Linked DNA regions of Mus musculus: all the other regions are linked to region 1. The links are chromatin contacts, called in public promoter capture Hi-C maps. All regions are on one chromosome and are shown on one strand. Each heading gives the region's core, a stretch centred on a gene start, on an enhancer-like site or on the middle of the called end of the contact. The rest is flanking DNA. Distances are from core to core; before and after follow the strand shown.

Region 1 (2,700 bases), core at 29-2,528:
ATGACACATTAGCACTTGCCTCCTTTCTTGTAACAATACCGTAACTCTACTTTAGATTTTAATGCATCTCACCAGGACGTCATCACCTTTTCAAAATAATCTCAAATATAAGTACCTAGACTTTAGCTAAGAGAACCCAGAGTCAGCTATTTCTATTCTACAGGCTTCCCAGAGAACAAAATTACTTTCTGTAGTACAAATCTGACCATATCAGTTTCCTGCTCAAAGAGCTTCAAAAAGATAATTCATCTCATTTAGTGTTGGTTAAACTTTTCACTATTTGGATTTCACTTTACTTCTCCAACTCAAACTCTTATGTACACAACCTCCCTGTCCCTATTCCTTTTTCTCATAGTCTGTAACGTCTCAGTACCACTACAACTTTTCTTTTTTTGGAAAAAGTAATTTCACGAGTTCTCTTTATCAAGAAGTAGGATTTAGAGGCCACTCTCTTCTACAGGCTTCCCAGCAACTGTCCTTAGAGCAGTTGATTAAAGTAACATATTGCATACCCTCCACCCTCTTACGAACATCAATTTGCTTATAAATGTCGCTTCCAAACTGGAGATGAACACTGGATATTTGATGAACCTCTATTGAATGGCATAACACCAGTAATTCAAAAGGTGCTGTAATCCGCGGTTGAGCAAGGGTAAAACCCATCAAAACCTGGCACTTACAGTAGACTCGCGGTTGGCACTGAAGGCCTTGCCTTGGCTAGCTCCCGCCGTTCAGTTTTCTGCCGGCCTCAACTGCAGCACTTTTTACAAAATGCCAGAGTCTGGCTTCCTGGCCAGCTACAGGGCCCTATATAGAGGGTCTCAGGAAGCGGTCCCTGGGGCATCCTGAGATTCCCCACTGCAGATTCGGGAAGGGGAAGAAAGTGGGATGCAGCATGGGCCAGTCCAATGGCTCAAAAGTCTGGGGGCCTAGACCAGCTCCTTGGCTCCCATCCCAGGGCAGGTTGCGGCCGATCCAGGTCCCCACGGGGGCTCCATTTCCAGAGACCCCGCACCCTAGCCCGGCTCTCGGGTGGCCTCCGAACTTACAGACCCGGGGGGAAGGTCGCCATCTACATCTGGCAAAACCAGGAGCTGCGGCCCCTCGGGGCTCCGGGAAGGGGGAGGGGCAGGCAACCTGAGCCAAAGGGGGACCCAACGGAACCGGAAGGGCAGCCCTGGCCGGACAAAGACAACTTCCAGGTCCCATGGTCATCTCCGCCAATCGGAATGCTCGGAGGACGACGGGCCCCTGAGAGGGACTTTCCGCGTTGTGGGCGGGGCGAGGCCAGGGAATCGGGCTGCGGAGGGTCGGCTTCGTGAGCTCTGCTGCTTGTGGTTCTTCGGTAGAAGGCGGGCCCGAGCTCTCTTCTTCGCGGCTGCAGTCACGAAGTGCTCCCGCTGACCGTTGCCTGCATGGGCCTGAGCAGCCTGTCTGCGAACAAGCCGTGGTAAGTCCCTCCCGCCCAGGGATGTGGACTCGCTGCGTGGGAGCCTGGAATGCAGAAAGCTGTTGTTGGGTCCCGTCCCTTGTGGATACTGGTGTTTCTTAGGAAATCTTCCTTTTATGTTCCCAGGTCAATCTCTTGCCTTCCTTATCTTTGGTTACCCTAGCCGTTCACAAATCTGTGGTTAACCTGAATACCTCTCTTGAGCACTGGAGCCAGCCACTTAGACCGATTTCCTGTTGTCCAGTGTTTAGTGTGCCTTTTTCGTAACAAGTTCATGCCCAGGCCTACCTAGCTATAGTTCTTGTTTGGTGAAACAATCATACAGGGCCTCTTCCCAAAGAGAAAATCTGGAAATCATTCTGAATTCCCTTTACTTTGCCCATCCACTTAGTTATTGCTTTCTCTACATTTGTTTTATTTACCGTTTGGTGGTGTTATTATAGGAAACAGAAATAATTATCAATTTAATCTTTTTCCAAGCTTAAAGCTAAGTGGCTTTGTACAATGTTGTATAACCACTGCTAGCTATTCCCGCATTAACTCCTTGTATTATTTTGTGGATATCCATTTTCCGTAATATCTGTTGAAAAGGTGAACTTTTTGCCCATTGAGTGGACTTTTTGGAAATCAGTTCGCTTTATGAGAGTTTCTTATTGGGCTGTCTAGAGTACGGTGGTCTATGTTTATTCTTGTGCTAGTACCATACTGCTTTAATAATCGTAACTTTGCAGGCAGTTTGGCATTTACTGTGAGTGCTCCATCTTTATTCAAGACTGTTTTGGTTCTTCGAGATGTTTTTCACTTCCATCTGAATTTAGTATCAGGAACTGGACCTAGGACTTTTCATGATACGCAAATACTGTATTACTGAGCTACATCTTCAGCCATACTTTTGTATTGATTTGAGGATTGACTACCATTTCTTGGGAAACGGCTTTTGGAACGTTTTTTTTTTTTTTCCGTTTTTGTAAATCTGTAGGTTGCTTTGAATAGTATTATTATTATTATTATTATTTTATGTCTTCTTGCCCATAAACACAAGGTGCCTCTTCAGGCCTTTTATATAAATTATTTTCAGAAATGTCTTCTTAGTTTTCTGCATTCTTGGTTCATTCACACATTTTTATCAGGGTCTGCCTCAATTTTCATAGTGCTTATTGCTAGTGTCTAAAAAATACATTTAAAAAAAGCACTGCTTTTAGCCGGGCATGGTGGTGCACGCCTTTAATCCCAGCACTCGGGAGACAGAG
Region 2 (2,700 bases), core at 145-2,644, 2.6 Mb before region 1:
TCCTGAACTGTACTTCAGGGCAGATGCAGAGAGGAACAAATGTGTTTCCTAACCACAAAGACACACACAGAATTATAACAAGGGAAAGGTATCCAGAATTATAAACAGAAAAATGATAATGTCATTATGGTGTCTGACGAAGAGCCACTTGCAGCTGGAGAAAGACTTTTTTGGGGAGGTGGCACATGGGCTGGGTCCACAGTCAGTAGAACTGGTGTGAGAGGAGTTCAGAAAGTGCCAAGTCATGCTCTAGGAACGTTAGTGATGGTAACACGGTAGTGGAACAGATGCGCTCAGTGGAGTAAATGAAGGAGAGTAGCCTGGAAAAGCAGACTGGAAAGCTACCAGGAAGGGCCCAAATACCAAACTATACAATCATGATTTCCACAGACAAGCTAAGCCAACTGACCTGAGACATTAGTTCTGGTTGCAGGGTGAGGGCTAGTCAGAAAAGGAAAATAACCACTAAAATACTGACTGTTAAAACCAACTTAGCAGACGTAGCAGGAGTAAGAGATGTAGCAGAAGGGAGGTAAGAAAGCGCACTGAAAGCATTCAGTGCTGACTGACTGGAGCTCACTATCTTTTCAAATTAAAATTCAAATACAAAAAGCACATTAAATGATCAAGTTAACAAATACAAGACATTTCTAATTTAATGCTATAGATGCATATTCATCAAAAGTTGCTATCCTAACATTTTAATTCCAGTTGCACATTAATAACTTCTACATATAATCCTGGGTTATGCAGTTTACTCTCGCTTGTAAGGGGTATATAGTGGATTAATTTACACATAAGCTTTACAATTTTCCTTTTTTTTTTTTTTTACATTCAACACTTTCATACATACACAGATCGGCCGCGCAACGTTACGCAGCAATAATTTATGTCCTTAATGATTTATTAATATGGTTGTTTCTAGTTTAAAGTTTTGCTGTCTCACAAATCTGTTATTCCGTACATTTTAATTCCACTGGACAAGCATTCACTGGATACTGAAATTAAAAGGCGTGCCGTGGACCCCGCCACAATATCAGCAGAAGATTCCTTCCGGAGAGGAGAACCGTCAAGACCCGGGCAACACACAGTTGTGGACATCTTGCAATTGGACAACCTGGACTTTTCTCCGAAAGACCCCTGCAGCCATCCCTACCCGCCCAAGCCCGGTGCTTCTCTCACCGATTGTTCTGGTTAAGCAAGGAGAACAGCGGGCGGAGGCGTAGCTCCGCCGCCTGCTCGCGAAGCTCGTGCAGCGGCACAGCCTGCACCACTGACTGCAGCGCACGAAGCTCCTCCAGCGGCGCCTCCAGCCGCGCCACCTCCCGCAGGAGCGACACAGCCTGCGCCGCCATCTCCCTGGCTCCCGTCTGCCCGCCCACCTACTAGGTTCCCAGAGCGCCTCTCTGAATCTCGCGAGATCTTACGGAGCGAAGCCTCCCAGCAGATCTGTCAAGTCTCGCGAGATCCTTTCTCAACGCGGTCCCCGCCCCTTTCTTTGGGGCCCGGAGTCTTGCGCGTGCCGGGAGACTAAGAGACTGAGACCGCCCAGGGGATCAAGAGGCTTTGTGCACGCTCTCCGCAGAGGCCTCCGTGACGGAACCGGGATGACTGAACCCGAGTCCGAGGCCAGGTGGCCATCAAGATGAGGCACATGGTCCCCGAAAACTTGGACGTGGGGCGCCGGTTTGACGTCTGTCAGCCAATGGAAGGCCTGATTAAGAGAAGTTTGGGGCCGATGTGCAGGAAGTTTTCGGCATCTTCCAGAGTCTGCGCGTGACGTAATCACCGAAGGACAGACATAGCATTTAGTGCGGAGAGAAGGAGCAGGCCATGGAGGGGCTGGCCTCAGACTCCGAGACCAAATGCACACAGAAGTGTCTGATGGAAATCAGTGGTCAAGGACAAGCTATATATATTTCGTGAAAGAGAGAGAGGAGAGAGAGAGGGAGAGAAGCTTAAAAATCGCTGCCATCTGCGAAACACGGGGTTGTTGGAGAAGAACCATTAAAAGCTAGTTGACAACCAACTATTTCAAGCCGTTGGAATGTCTGGTCAGAGTTGTAGACCTCATTTGGTCCCCTGTGCCAAGGAGATGAGTCTGTTTTGGAACGCATGGCTTCCTGTTCTTTTACGGAAAGAGACAAAAATCCAGGAAGCTTAGAGGAGACTAAGGATGGGATGCCCATCTGTATGTGTGTTCGCGCGTGCATGTCAGGGACTCAGGTGACAACAATAAAACTCTGCGACTTTACAAAGACCCTAATCCCACTCTTTTGGAAAAGGTTAAACTACCCGTTTCCCCATTTTATGTCATACACACGGAGAACTGTCACTAACCGTTGTCTTCTCTTTTCGTTACTTCACGATTATCGTACCCTTGAAGCCTAGAAGCTAATTGGCAGAGAAAACTCTTGAATTAAAGGTGTGGGTGATTATGAACAGAAGTCCCAGGCATTCAGACTCCTCCCCAGCCCTCCAAACTCCCAGGGGCTTGTTTTCTGTAGCCCTTGGATCATAATATTTTCCAGACATTCAGGAATTATATCAAGAAGACATTTGACCACTTTGCTCCCTGCGTTGAAAAAGAAAACTCACTTAAGTAACACAGCAGCCTTATACTACTTTTAGTAGTTGTAAAAGAAGTTTAAAAAAAAAAAAAGATGACACATAGCCAGTCATTCTTAAAGCTTGCGAGAA
Region 3 (2,700 bases), core at 4-2,503, 2.6 Mb before region 1:
CCCAGCCCTCGGAGGCAGAAGCAGGCTCTGTGAGTTTGAGGCCAGTCTGGTCTACACAGAGGATTATGTGTACAGAAAAGTATTCTGTGAATATTGAGGAAGCTGATTAAATATTGCTTCAAGAGAGAACTGGAAAGAAAAGGGATGAAGTCCCTTTTAACAAAACATCTTTTTGTATTTAAAACCATGTGACTACACTATTGTAAAGATCTTTTCCTCCTTTTGCTTGTGATATTTAGAAAATTGTTTTTACTGTTCCTTTTTGTTTTGCTTTTTGTTTTATTTTGTTTTTTGAGACAGGCTTTTGCAGTGAAGCCCAGACTGGTCTCACAATTCACAAGACTGGAGTGCTGGGACTGCTGGAGTCCACAACCACCCTTGGCCTAAAAGCCATTAATTTAGAGACTAATCTTTTAAACCTTTGAAAGAATACAAATAATGTTTATAAAACACGGGCTCTGAAATTTCACTTGTTGGGTAACCATGGGCAAATCATTTCTTGTGTTTCAAGCCAAATTTCCTCACTTGTAAACTGTCGCCTGGTACTGTTTTACCTACAAGATTGTTAGGGTTAAACAGCGTTCTGTACAGTATCTGGCACACTATAAGCCTACAATAAATGCCAGTTACTGTTATAATGTAGTACTAATACTGTCATTTCTCCCCTTTTAAAAAGAAGCATCATCTCAAATACACACCTGTTTTCAAGGCATACACACAAGCATGGTGCCTTCCTACACATACTACTACGTTCTGCATTTTATAAACCACCTGTCCACATTTCATCATCTTTAATTAATTAAAGTGCTAGCCTTGGGGCATCAATGTTAACTCGTTTCGCGGCTAGGAAAAACCGAAGCACCAGAAGGCAGGAACTCTTAGCTCTAATTTTCCTGTCTAAAATTAACTCCGAGTCTCTCAGCCCGTTCGTGACTCCCTTGGTCCCCTGCTCCTGGAGCCGTGTTCCGCGCGGCACTGACCTGAGCGAGCGCCCCGGGGCCCGGGACCTCGCGCCGGGCTCACACCGACTAGGCGCGCTCGGGCCGCCAGAGCGTCGCAGCGGCCGGGTCCGCTCCACAGCCATGGCGCCTGCGGGGAAAGGGAGAAAACAGGCCGGGGCGGCGGGTCAGTAACGCCGCGGGCGCTGGGGATTCCTGTCCAGCCCGGCCCGGCCAATCGCAAATACAGACCTGGACCTACGGCCGCTGCTCTGGGTCCGCAGCCTCACAGGGGAGCGGCTTCCGGTGCTGCTGCGTCATCTCCGCGCGCCATTCCGGCGCCCAGCGTCGGGCGGAAGCGGCTCTACTTCCGTCTCTGCCCTCCAAGTACCTGGGAAAGAATGGCCCCGACTGTGGAAAAGGGCCGAACATGTGCTGTACCACCGTCTGCGCTTACACCTTATGATCCTGAGCAAGGTGGACCTCTAGATTTGCACAATGTTTATTTTCCTCATCTACTTTTTTTTTTTAACCAAGTTAGGGTAATATTTCACAGGAGAGAAAGGGCTAAGGCTCCAAATCCACATGTGACGATATTCAAACAGCCCATTGACACCTGGCACCTCCCAAACACGATTCTGACACAGCTGAACAAATCCCTAACTGCGCGAGGTCTATGTCTAGTCGTAGGAGGAAGACAGGACAAATAACAAAGTATACTGCAGGAAGCAAGGACAAAACATGGTAAGGGAGTTGGGTAGGGGCTGGGTTAAGCTCGAATCCCAGGACATACATGCACGCTGTCCAAACGTGGCCACTTAGCCACGGAGACAGCTGTTCTCCGAAGCGCTTGTTACATATCAGCTAACTAGCGTGAAGCCTTTAGTCCCCCCAGATAGAAGTGGTAAGCAAGAAGCTCTATAAATGCTGCTGTGTGAAAGCTTTGCCTGTCTGTTTGATGGGACAAGGTTTTTCTGTAACTCTGGCTGACCGGGACCTCGCTCTGTAGACCAAGCTGGTCTTGAACTCAAAGATCTGCCTGCCTCTCCCAATAGCTTGGGACTAATGAATGGTGTGCGCCATCATTGCCCAGTTTTTGGTTTGTTTGTTTTTGTTTTTCCTATTTAAAGCTTTTGTTTCCCTTGGGTTTTTTTTTTTTTTTTTTTTTTTTTTTTGGGTTTTCGAGACAGGGTTTCTCTGTGTAGCCCTGGCTGTCCTGGAGCTCACTTTGTAGACCAGGTTGGCCTCGAACTCAGAAATCCCCCTGCCTCTGCCTCCCGAGTGCTGGGATTAAAGGCGTGCGCCACCACGCCCGGCTAGGGTTTTTTTTAAGAGTTATTTATTTTATGCGTATGAGTACGCTGTAGTTGTGAGCCTTCATGTGGATGATGGGAATTGAATTTAGGACCTCTGCTCACTCCGGTCAACCCCGCTCCCTATGTGAGACCGGCGCTCGCTCAGTCCCAAAGATTTGTTATTATAAATAAGTACACTGTAGCTGTCTTCAGACGCACCAGAAGAGGGCGTCAGGTCTCATTACAGGCGGTTGTGAGCTACCGTGTGGTTGCTGGGATTTGAACTCAAGACCTTCAGAAGAGCAGTCAGTGCTCTCACCCACTGAGCCATCTCACCTGCCCTGTTTTCCCTTGTTTTACAGCAGCCGCCAGAGCAACAAGGCGAGAAGGGCAAATGCTAGGAGGAAAGGGAGAAGGAGTTAACAGTTCTTATACAAGCCTTGGGTGTCTGGTCTCTTAGATCTAAT
Region 4 (2,700 bases), core at 153-2,652, 2.1 Mb before region 1:
TAATTTTGCTATGCTCCCAGTTGGGGGAAGGGTTAAAGTATGGAGAATGATACACACACAGGCTTTTCTGCATAATCCCGAGGATGGAATCCTGTAGGTTTCCTATTACAACACTCTGGAGCCATCTGAGATCCTCAAGATTCGCCTGAGAAAGAGTTAAAGATGCTTCTGGGCAGGGGGATGGGCGTTAGATGGGAGGCCAGGTTGGCTTTGCAAATAATCCGAATGGATGACAGCTGTCTCCGCAGGATGATGGAAAAGCCCACTCAGCCTCCTAAATCTCTTCCACCGTGTCATTCTCCCTGAAATTCCATCTTTAGAAATAATTCCTTTAGATTAGTAAAGCTCCCAGGAGGATAGCAGGACTCCTGCGAGGTTTATTTTCTCTTACTGGGCATCTCCTGACCCCAAGGAGTTATACAATTTAAAGGCTCAAGGAGGTAGTTCGCTCAAGGGCTCTAATTTTTTTATAGAAGATAGCCTGAGGGCCTGCTAACAGTTCTTGCCTTCAAAACTAGGAAGGCTCCAGAAGAGTGGTGAGCTATTTACCTGGAAGGAGAGATCTCTAAGACAAAAGTGGACACAGTATGGGACAGACAATGGAACTGGAAGGAAAGCCAGGGAGACCTCCTTTCTTCTGCCTATACCGCCTACTGTGTCATAGGTTGAAGCCTAGCCCTTTACTAGGAAATTGATTAGTTTCCCGAAGCTGGGGACGGCAGGAAGAGGGTGGGAGTTCTTCCCTGGTTCAGAGGACTGTGGATCACGTAGGGATTGCTGAAGGCTACTTGTTGGGACTGCTTGCTTCCCCTCCCAGGCGCTGGGGCAGAAAAGAAACAAGAATGAGCAGAGGAGGCTGAAGCTGCAGAAGAGGCGCCTCTACCACTCCTGGCTGCCAGGGTCTGTCCTGGTCTGCGTGCACCGCCCGAGATAAAGAAGCGCTGGTGATAGGCACCTGGCATCTAGGACCCAAAGGATAAGCCAGTTCTTGCCTGCTAGGGTGCCGAGCAATGGATACACGCCCCTGCCGCGCGAGTGCGCCCTCTTGACTGCCATGCAGGCTGCACCCCAGCACCCCCAAATCATCATGTATCAGCCCGAGAACCCAGGAATGAAGAAGACGACGGCTCTGCGAAGCGCACACAGTGCAGTGGAGGCACGCCGGCGGTCTGCGGGGGTTCTCACTGCAGGCGGTGGGTCTCGGGACCCAGAGGGGGGCTTGAAGAGGCTGTGCGGGGGACGAGAGACTCACCTCTGAAGGACTCAGGGATCCGCTGAGACTGGACATGGCTGGACTGCCGTTTGTCAGACATAGTGCTGGAGTCAGAGTCGCTCAAAAACTCGTCAGTTCCCAAAGCCGGAGCTTTACTGAGAGCCGTTAGCAACGAAGGGGCTCAAGCTCTGGTGCAGTCCCGCCCCCAGCTGGCGGCCCGCCCAATAGGTGCCCGGGAATGGAGGAGAAGACACGCCTCTCCCGCCCTCAGAGTGCGTGACCGGAGGGGGCGTGGCCTGAAGGGGGTGTTGGCAGGCAGATACTAGGAGGGTAAGACAGTGAGGCCAGAATGCTTAAGGCCCTGCCAGAGTCTCGCTCCAGCTTCCAGTGGGTTGATCCGAGGAGAAGCTGTGAGAACAGGGCGGGGCTGAGGAGCGGTGCAAGGCATCCTGTGATTCCAGGCATTAGTGAGGGGGAAGGCGTCCTCTTGTAGTGGGGGTCTTGCAGATTGAGGGGCGTGCTGAGGGTGCTGAGTATAGCCTGGTACATCGGGTAGGCAGTGAGAGGAAGGAGTTCGCGTCAATGCTCTTGCCCCAAAGAAGACCAATTTCCAGGCGGTACATTACTTTTTTCAGACAAAATTAACTTACGGAGCGCTTGGCCTCTAGCAGGCGAGGGCCTCCCAGTTGATGCAGTGGGCAGAGGTGGACACAGTGCCAGCCCTCGTGAAGTTTGTATTATACCACAAACAAACAAGCTAAGGGTGTTTCGAAAGCAACAGCACGGAGCCCATTTGATTAATCAAAACCGAAAGGCTTCTTTCTATAAATAAGGATGTGGCCCGTGAAAAATGTCCCCTGAAAGAGCCAACCTTGGAATGGGGGCAGACTTATTCATGAGAGGTGAAAGGTCGGGCCTGGATTCTAAAATTACATTTTACAGTGTCCAGGCTCTGGAGGAAGCACTTGCCAGAACCCTCCCAGTCTCAAGTTGCCTCCCTTGCAGTTTGTAACTGAAAACCTCATGTTTGAAAAATCACTGCTGGTTTTTTTTTTTGTTTGTTTGTTTTTGTTTTTGTTTTTCTCCCTGGACTGTCCCAATGCAAACTGTTCAGGGAAATATTAAGGTACACAAAATAAACTTTTAAAAGGCATTTTATTTTGAATAAACATAGAATCACAGAAAGCTGAAAAGACATTATAGTGGTCACAAGGACCCTCTATTCATGTTACTCCTATAGTTAAATCTGTTTTATGTGCAGTCTCAAAATAGGAAATTGGCCCTGACAGAATAAGTATTCAAATATGCCATTTTATCACATGTATATACATTCTTATAAACACAGTTATAAAGATACAGAGCTAGTTCATCACTGCTGAGAGCTCCCTCTTGGAAACATTCTCTCTCTCTCTCTCTCTCTCTCTCTCTCTCTCTCTCTCTCTGACACACACACACACACACACACAGTATTTGCTGTGTAATTCCAG
Region 5 (2,700 bases), core at 137-2,636, 2.7 Mb before region 1:
TGCTACACAGTTTGAAGACTGGGGGTGCATGAAATTTGTCTTTAAACAACAAAAAAGGGTGGTGGTGGTGGGAATCAATAGTATAAATTATGGAGTAAAATCAACCGGGTTATTAACTATATTCTCAGCACTTATCAATCGACCATTCTAGCTATTTAATCGCTCTTGGTCTCAATGGTCTCTTCTGGAAAATGGGAAAAATGTACCAAGACTTGAATATGAATAAATGACACATGGAAAACACATAGGAGGATCAGTAGTTATAGACCAGCTTGGGCCTGTGTACAATGCCTCTCAAAATACATAAAACAAAACAATGAAGTACATAATAAGCTCAAGTAGTAACTTGTTTTGTTTGTCCCCCAACATACTATTATAAAAGAGTAAAGCATCAGCAAGACTTTTTTGTCTGCTAAACGTCTTTAGCATTATCAGCCCTATTCCAAGAGTCGAATAGGGTGGTGTCAAGAAGGAAGAGGGAAAGAGGAAGGACTTATAAATAATAACCAGTGTCATAAATGGAAATGCTATGCTAGAACAGGTTAGCGAACAATAAGGCGCTACGAGAGAGAGAGAGAGAGAGAGAGAGAGAGAGAGAGAGAAGAAAAGATACATCTCATGGTGGAAAGTGCTCGTTTGACCATAGTACTGAATCTCCGCGGCGGAGAAAGGGAATAGGTTACAATTGGCCAGGCCAATCCTGGGACTTAACCCCGGCAAAGGGAAGATTCGAAAGGCCTGGAAAGACACATACGGCTAGCCTTGGGGTGAAGGAGAAACACGGTTAGCTGAGAAGCACCAGGATTCTCAGCGAGGCAGAATCCAGATCAGGCCCCAGCTCGAGACGTGCAGGCCGGGCGAGTAACAGGGCCTGGACTCTGGGACATCCGAGAACGTGTGGAGGCTGGGGAGGGCGATCACAGCTGAGGCCGGGCAGCTCAGGACGCGGGGAATCGAGGAGGAGAAAGGCCGCGTACTTCTTCAGAGTGAGAGACAGAAAAGGAGACCCCGAGGGAACTGACACGCAGACCCCACTCCAGTCCCCGGGGGCCTGGCGTGAGGGGAGGACCTGAACGGTTACCGGCGGAAACGGTCTCGGGGTGAGAGGTCACCCGAAGGACAGGCAGCTGCTGAACCAATAGGACCAGCGCTCAGGGCGGATGCTGCCTCTCATTGGTGGCCGTTAAGAATGACCAGTAGCCAATGAGTCAGCCCGGGGGGCGTAGCAATGACGTGAGTTGCGGAGGAGGCCGCTTCGAATCGGCAGCAGCCAGCTTGGTGGCATGGACCAATCAGCGGCCTCCAACGAGTAGCGACTTCACCAATCGGAGGCCTCCACGACGGGGCTGTGGGGAGGGTATATAAGGCGAGTCGGCGACGGCGCGCTCGATACTGGCCGAGACAACACTGACCTGGACACTTGGGCTTCTGCGTGTGTGTGAGGTAAGCGCCGCGGCCTGCTGCTAGGCCTGCTCCGAGTCTGCTTCGTGTCTCCTCCTGACCCCGAGGCCCCTGTCGCCCTCAGACCAGAACCGTCGTCGCGTTTCGGGGCCACAGCCTGTTGCTGGACTCCTAAGACTCCTGCCTGACTGCTGAGCGACTGGTCCTCAGCGCCGGCATGATGAAGTTCACTGTGGTGGCGGCGGCGTTGCTGCTGCTGGGCGCGGTGCGGGCCGAGGAGGAGGACAAGAAGGAGGATGTGGGCACGGTGGTCGGCATCGACTTGGGGACCACCTATTCCTGGTAAGTGGTATCCGTCGAAGGAGGAGGGGGTGGGGAGGAGTGGGGCGTGGCCTCCGGGGCCAGCGTGAGAAAGTGAGGTGCTGATTCCTTTTCTGTGGGGTTTCCCCGTCAGCGTCGGTGTGTTCAAGAACGGCCGCGTGGAGATCATAGCCAACGATCAGGGCAACCGCATCACGCCGTCGTATGTGGCCTTCACTCCTGAAGGGGAGCGTCTGATTGGCGATGCGGCCAAGAACCAACTCACGTCCAACCCCGAGAACACGGTCTTCGATGCCAAGCGCCTCATCGGACGCACTTGGAATGACCCTTCGGTGCAGCAGGACATCAAGTTCTTGCCATTCAAGGTCGGACCCGTTTTTTTTTTCTCATGCTAATGGGGCGGCTGGGGTGATAGGAGTATTTAGGGGTTGCCACTTGGCCAAAAACACTGTTCAAAGGACTTAAAAGAATGTGTTCGGAATTTATGTAACGGTTTTACATCTAGTCGTTTTTAGTGTGTTATAAAACATGACACACTGTTAACAATGTCTAGAAGTTGAAACAGACTAAAACTGTCGATCTATCTACAATACAGCTGTGCTCAGTTTTAGTTGTGATTTCCCCCTAAGGGACAGAGATGAATCAAGCTATGGGAGGGAGGAAATGGATTTTTTTTTTTAAATCGTTTGTGGTGTCATTGTTTCCTCTTCGGAAAAATTACCTTTAAATTACTTTATGCCATAGGTGGTTGAAAAGAAAACTAAACCGTACATTCAAGTTGATATTGGAGGTGGGCAAACCAAGACATTTGCCCCAGAAGAAATTTCTGCCATGGTTCTCACTAAAATGAAGGAGACTGCTGAGGCGTATTTGGGAAAGAAGGTGAATAACGTGTGAAACAGTGTTGAGTGTTTGATTGCTGTTGCTCCCCCTCGATGACTTGTGTAGGGAAGCCTTCATGGTTTGAAACCTTTCAAT

What was found. Promoter capture Hi-C pulls out the DNA fragments that hold promoters and counts their contacts.
Region 2: a promoter capture Hi-C map of liver shows a contact between it and region 1, with 7 times the contacts expected there. The contact joins the promoter of Psmd5 here to the promoter of Rabgap1 in region 1. A contact is called at or near these places in 2 of 39 promoter capture datasets (cranial neural crest and liver) and 1 of 115 datasets of contacts at active chromatin or transcription factors (embryonic stem cells).
Region 3: a contact with region 1 is called in a promoter capture Hi-C map of pre-B cells, with 2.3 times the contacts expected there. The contact joins the promoter of Fbxw2 here to the promoter of Rabgap1 in region 1. A contact is called at or near these places in 2 of 39 promoter capture datasets (hippocampal neurons and pre-B cells).
Region 4: a promoter capture Hi-C map of pre-B cells shows a contact between it and region 1, with 9 times the contacts expected there. The contact joins the promoter of Stom here to the promoter of Rabgap1 in region 1. A contact is called at or near these places in 2 of 39 promoter capture datasets (liver and pre-B cells) and 1 of 115 datasets of contacts at active chromatin or transcription factors (embryonic stem cells).
Region 5: a promoter capture Hi-C map of pre-B cells shows a contact between it and region 1, with 10 times the contacts expected there. The contact joins the promoter of Hspa5 here to the promoter of Rabgap1 in region 1. A contact is called at or near these places in 1 of 39 promoter capture datasets (pre-B cells) and 1 of 9 other capture datasets (liver).

Annotation. Positions count from the first base shown.
Region 1 is chr2:37,442,007-37,444,706 of GRCm38.p6, forward strand. Rabgap1 (RAB GTPase activating protein 1) reads left to right here and starts at 1,279. Exons shown (of 26, transcript NM_146121.2): 1 at 1,279-1,450. Zbtb26 (zinc finger and BTB domain containing 26) reads right to left here and starts at 1,166. Exons shown (of 2, transcript NM_199025.3): 1 at 681-1,166.
Region 2 is chr2:34,869,568-34,872,267 of GRCm38.p6, forward strand. It overlaps Psmd5 (proteasome (prosome, macropain) 26S subunit, non-ATPase, 5), which reads right to left and starts at 1,395. Exons shown (of 10, transcript NM_080554.2): 1 at 1,183-1,395. The coding sequence starts at 1,355.
Region 3 is chr2:34,824,982-34,827,681 of GRCm38.p6, forward strand. It overlaps Fbxw2 (F-box and WD-40 domain protein 2), which reads right to left and starts at 1,254. Exons shown (of 8, transcript NM_013890.4): 1 at 1,191-1,254; 2 at 981-1,089. It also overlaps a transcript of Gm34653 not described here.
Region 4 is chr2:35,335,607-35,338,306 of GRCm38.p6, forward strand. Stom (stomatin) reads right to left here and starts at 1,403. Exons shown (of 7, transcript NM_013515.2): 1 at 1,253-1,403. The coding sequence starts at 1,313.
Region 5 is chr2:34,770,704-34,773,403 of GRCm38.p6, forward strand. Hspa5 (heat shock protein 5) reads left to right here and starts at 1,387. Exons shown (of 9, transcript NM_001163434.1): 1 at 1,387-1,443; 2 at 1,526-1,743; 3 at 1,856-2,087; 4 at 2,467-2,604. The coding sequence starts at 1,619.